2 separate regions of the Mus musculus genome follow, and region 1 is linked to region 2. Evidence: chromatin contacts called from public promoter capture Hi-C data. All regions are on one chromosome and are shown on one strand. Each heading gives the region's core, a stretch centred on a gene start, on an enhancer-like site or on the middle of the called end of the contact. The rest is flanking DNA. Distances are from core to core; before and after follow the strand shown. Region 1 holds the start of Mapk8ip1 (mitogen-activated protein kinase 8 interacting protein 1). Region 2 holds the start of Pacsin3 (protein kinase C and casein kinase substrate in neurons 3).

The links. Promoter capture Hi-C pulls out the DNA fragments that hold promoters and counts their contacts.
Region 1: a promoter capture Hi-C map of liver shows a contact between it and region 2, with 4 times the contacts expected there. The contact joins the promoter of Mapk8ip1 here to the promoter of Pacsin3 in region 2. A contact is called at or near these places in 2 of 39 promoter capture datasets (embryonic stem cells and liver) and 2 of 9 other capture datasets (adipose tissue and liver).

The regions. Positions count from the first base shown.
Region 1 is chr2:92,399,848-92,402,547 of GRCm38.p6, forward strand. Mapk8ip1 (mitogen-activated protein kinase 8 interacting protein 1) reads right to left here and starts at 1,416. Exons shown (of 12, transcript NM_011162.5): 1 at 1,182-1,416. The coding sequence starts at 1,279.
Region 2 is chr2:91,255,462-91,258,161 of GRCm38.p6, forward strand. It overlaps Pacsin3 (protein kinase C and casein kinase substrate in neurons 3), which reads left to right and starts at 1,352. Exons shown (of 11, transcript NM_001289678.1): 1 at 1,352-1,465.

The DNA of each region.
Region 1 (2,700 bases), core at 166-2,665, 1.1 Mb after region 2:
TCAGGTTTGGAACCATCCTCTGGCCCCCTCCTTCTGGTTCTCTCAGCTGGGTTTAGGGCCTCCTTGGAGGATTCAGGGCCTGATCATACCATTTAAGATCGTGTGTGTGTGTGTGTGTGTGTGTGTGTGTGTGTGTGTGTGTGTGTGTGTGTCTGTGTGTGTGTGTGTGTGTGTGTGTGTGTGTGTGTCTGCCCACCTGAGGACCTGGGAGCTAGAGACCCCTTCAATAGATGACAACTTGGCGCCAGAGCCCAGCTGGGGCCTGGCTGGAGCAAGGGTCCCAGGAGAGAGAAAGGCGCCTGCTCCTGATGGGGAAACAATGAGGTATGTCTCAGCTTCTACATTCTGGAGCAGTGACACCCTTCTCTTCTTCGTCACTCTCTCTCTCTCTCTCTCTCTCTCTCTCTGTGTGTGTGTGTGTGTGTGTGTGTGTGTGTGTGTGTGTGTGTGTGTATGTGTGTATGTGTGTGAAAAGGTGAAGAGAGGACAGTCACCGGTTCAACACATCATGCCTTACATCTCTGAAATTCATTCACCTGGTCTAACATCAGATGGAGGGGTGGGTCAAAGAGGAGCTCAGTTCGGTGTCCTGAGTCTTTACACAGTGGGGACCCCCCAACAGTATCCCTGGATATCCACAGGCAGATTCCCCTCCCTCAAGCAAATTGGGTTTCACTGGTTGAGGCCAATCCTTCTGCACCTGTCCTGAGATACAACTGACCAGGGAGCTGCCCAAATTCAGAAGACCCTGTCCAAGATCGCCTAGCAATCTGACCCATCTGGCCAAGCTAGCTGGGAGAGGGGTTCACGACTCTTCTTAAAGGACCAAGGGTTTTGAATTGGGGCCTCTGGGCCCCCAACCCCTTAGCCTACTTCCACCTTGGGTTAGATACCTTGAACGCGGCAGGATAAAGTCTGGGCGGATTGCTGCACCGGGAATTCCATCCAAACCCCAGACCCACTCCCGCCAAGGTGGAGGGGAAAGGCGACCTCCCAGGTTCCTGCCCCAGATCCACCTCAATCACCCCACCCCATGACACGGAATGGCAGAAGGAGCTGCGGGGGGCCACGCGGTGGCCACCAACCTGGACTGGAGGTTGTGGGGGCTGGGGGCTCGGCCGGGAAAGGACGCCGCCCTCAGGGTCTCCAAGGATCCCGAGGTTCCGGGCCTCGATCCTTACCTGAAATTGGGAGGCGACGCGATGTGCAGTCCCAGGAATGGGGAAGCGGCCGGTGGGGACGCGGCGCCCCCGCCCAGGCCGCTCTCTCGCTCCGCCATTCCGGGGTGCAGCCCTGGCCATCCGGGCGGAGAGCGGCGCGGGAGGCGGCGGCGGCGGCGGCGGCGGCAGCAGCGGAGGCGCGTGGAGGAGGCCGCCGCCGCCGCGGGGTTCGGACTGAGCTGGGGCGGGCGCGGCTCCGGACAGCGCGCCGCTTCGCCTGCGGCCCCCGCGAGAGCGCCCCGCGCGCGCCCCCGGGCCGGCTGGGGTCTTGTGGCCCCGCCCCCGCCCCGCCCCGCCCCGGCGCTCTCCGAAGTGCTGACGCTTCGATCCCGTGGCCCTGGGTCCCCTCGGCCTCCCTACACATCCCAGGGACATTCCAAGCACTGGCAAAGCTTTGCTCTCCTCAGAGCTGGACCTAGATCGAGGGCATCAGCGGATGGCAAGATCCTGCTCCCCAAGTCCGTCTTTGGCCTTCCACAGCAACTGGGGTAGGAAAAGGGTTACAGAAGATGGCTGAGAAAGGAGAGATGGTGGTGGAGTGGGGTCCAAGAGCAGTCAGCTATGGGGCCAGGTGACCTAAGACCACAGCTTGGTTCCACAAGTGAACAGGCAGTGGAGAATTGCATTAGTGACCTCATAGTTCCAAGGCTTGTCTTTCCCATGTGTGAAATGGAATATGAGCCCTCCATGAGCATGGGGAGGAAGAAAAACGATAGAAATACTTGTCCCTGGGAGCTGGGAACACCCACCTGTGCACTGGGATCACCTCCCGCAGAAATCTCTGAAGGCCACCTCTATCAAGACCCACCCTTTAGTTTTGTTTTGATTTTTGAGACAGGGTTTCTCTGTATAGCCCTGGAACTCACTCTGTAGACCAGGCTGGCCTCGAACTCAGAAATCCGCCTGCCTCTGCCTCCCAAGTGCTGGGATTAAAGGCGTGCGCCACCATGCCCGGCCTAAAAATGTGTAGCCCAAGCTGGCCTCCAACTCGTGATCCTCCTGCCTCTGCCTCCTTCAGCAAAGACCCCCTTGAGCCCTGACCACCCCTGATAACCTGAGTGATGCTTTTGGTTTCTTAGCCCTGTGAAGCCTCTGTATGCCAGGACTACCCCATCACTTGTTTTTCTTTCATTTCCAGTTTGTCCTGGAAGTTACCATGTAGCCTCAGCTGACTAAGAACTGATGACAATCTTCTTGAGTCTCCTGCTAAACTGGGGGATTAGTGTGAACTCCTGTGCCCAGTTCTCAGCACCTGTCTTCCCACTGCGTTTTCTATCTAGCACCCCTTTTGCACTCACACAGTCCTGAACTGGCTTCTCCTACCCTAAGGCCTAGGACCTTCCTCATCCCCAGGGCCGGATTCTTGAGAGCTTTGTGGTTGCTTCTGTTCCTTGCACCCACTCTGGGTCTAGCTGTGCTTTCTTCCTGGTTCTCTATTGGGTTTTCTCACACAACACCGTTTACCAAGACTCGAGTCCCC
Region 2 (2,700 bases), core at 102-2,601:
GAGATTTGCTACAACGCGCGCGGCCAGAGTCCTCAGGCCACGGGTGATGCTCGTCTTTGAGACAACACAGGCAACTAAAGGAGACCATTTCACGCTCCTAAGTCAGCCCCCAGCAGCTGGTGTCACTCCTAAGTTACCGTTGTTATCCTCAGCCGCCCCTCTTCCCATTTTGTGAGTGGACTCTACTGAGCAAAGAACACACGTCAGTGATTCCTTCCAGATTTAGAAACAACACGATTTTGTTATTTTTAAAGTTGTCTTTTAAAAAATCCGCGCGCGCACGTACTCACACTTCTAAGGGCGTGGAGGGGGCTGGGTTGGAAATGTGCGTGCTGGATAGAGAGCAGCTAGGCCGGTTGCTTCCCAGAGCGCGCACGGTCCCCTAAGGGGCGGTCCCTTGGGCTCTCCAACCCGGAGCGAACTGTGACTCCAGGACCCCTGAGCACCAGAGGCCTGGGACCCCGCTGGCCCGCGTTCCCTCCTGTCTCTCGGGTCAGGGGCACCGCTGCGGGGTCACCCGGCTCAGGAGAGAGCAGGAGGGGCGGAGAAGCCGAGCAGGTGGAGATTAGGTCAGCCTCAGAACATTCTTGGACCGCTCCAGTGAATATAAATAACAGACCCACAAGCTCTGAAATCCCGAGAGGCTGGGGGTGGAGCAGTGAAGAAGGGATCTATTTAGGGTGGGGTGGCATCGAGACGATTCGGAAAAAGTCTACATTGAACTAGGAGGTGAGACCAAGGGATTTAAAGATATGTTGAGATAGAAAATCTGAAACCGTGAACACGGAGGGGGAGGAGTTCGTGTTTTTTTGTCCCACTCCCACCGCGTGTTTGTCTCAGGTCTCGGAATGCGCGCTAAAGCTGCAAGCAGAGCTGCTCTAGGTAGGCATGGCTTTTCTAGTCTCGCTTCGGCCGGACTAGAGATCTTGGGCAGATAACCGCTGAAGGTATCTCTAACCCTCATTCAAGGTTACAAGGAGTGGGTGGTTATGAATCTGTCTCCCTGTAGCTAACCTCTAACTTTCTAGGTGCTCTCAGCAAAGAATGCCCCCTCAGTTTTGTCCCCGAATTCCACCCTAATGATTAGTGTGCAAGTTCCCGCTCATTCCCACCGGCCTCCTAGTCTCTGGAAAGGTCGGAGAGCGACAAAGCTCACAGCTCTCTGGTAGCCTCGCTGCACCTCCTTAGACTATTGGCTCCAGCTTTCTCTGCACCCGGGGAGCAGATCCTATGGCTCGCATCCCGAGCCACCTGGCGCAGGGATGCCTGCAGTCCCCGCTGCGGGGATGCTGTCGGTGGGGTTGGGGCGGCGGCTCCGCGGAGAGGGCGGGCCCGGGGGGCCGGGCTTCCCGGGGGAGGGCCCGAAGCGCTCCAGGAGGCGGTGGCCCGGACCCGGGAGTGGTAGGACTCCGAACTGAGCGTGGCCAGATCCCCCTAACCCACCGAGGGCCCCTGAGAGGACACGGTGAGTGCTTTGGAGGGGGAGCTGGGGGGCACGGCGGCGGCATGGTGGCTCTAGCTTGCTCTTTGGTCCTTCGACTCCTGAAGTTGGCAATGGGACGGACTCCCGCGCCGGAGACCCCGGCCATTGGCTGCCACTGAGCGCAAGGCCATCTCATCTCCTACGCTAATTAGGCGTTTCTTCAGGCCAGCCAGGGGAAATGGGGCGTCCAGCTGGAGGAGCAAATCATCTCTCAGGGTGCCTAGAGGGTCCCCAACTGCTCTCCTTGCGCCCGTTCTGAAGTCCTAGAAGGGGCCTCTGTAAAAAGCCCGCCCCCCGCCCCTTCGCGCCACTATCTGTATGGCTAACCCTAGTAGGCAGCGCCCCTTCCCCGCTGCAGTAACCAGCTGGCCCCACCTCCCCACCGAGACCAAGTTCAACAAGTTTGTCCAAGAAGTCCTAGAGCCTCCATGTCTAGGCCTGGCTATGCCTATCCTGTGGCTGGCTCCACCGGCTTGGAGTTGTTCAACACCGAGCCTTCTGGGATCCGGAGGTGGTTTGTCGGGTGGCGCTGTCTATAAGGGTGGAGGCCAAAGACCGGCAGCCCCTGAGTTCTGTGATTTGGTGTGGAGGTTAGGAGTGCGTCATCAGCGAGCAGGCACCTCAGCCGGCAGGTCGGGTTTCCAAAAGTGCCCCTTTGTTATGCCCCTCCCTGGCTCTGCCTCCTCCCCCTTTCTTTGAGCCACCCCCTCCCCCATCCTTCCAAAAGACTGTGCCAGTCTCTTGATTTTAAGCGCCCCTCTCTGGTTCAGCAGCCAGACCCTCCTGCACCTCTAAATCCAAGTCTACAGGCTGACTGGGAGAGGCTGCTGGGGAAGCCCTTGGGCGCAGCCTGTGACTCAGGACACAGGACTGGGCTGGGCAGGATAGCTTTGCTCTCTTCCAGGCCTGTGTCCCCAGCTACTGGAAAAGGGTGGGGGCTGGCTTATGTGTAAGAAAGGAACAAGGCAGAAACCTTTGGAGCTCAGGTGGGGAGAGTGGGCTCTGTCCTGAAGCCCAGAACTCCCAGTTCAGCACTAGCGGCTGGGAAGAGACCCTGCCAGTGTCCCAGAAGCCTTCTGACAGGCTAAGTGGAGAGCCTGGGCTGGAAAGATTTTAACTACCTGTTCTTGCTCTCTGACCTCTTGCTGTGGTAGGATGTGTTCACTCAGATGTGGGTCTCTGCTAATGTCAGGAGGCACAAGATGCCAATCCTCCTC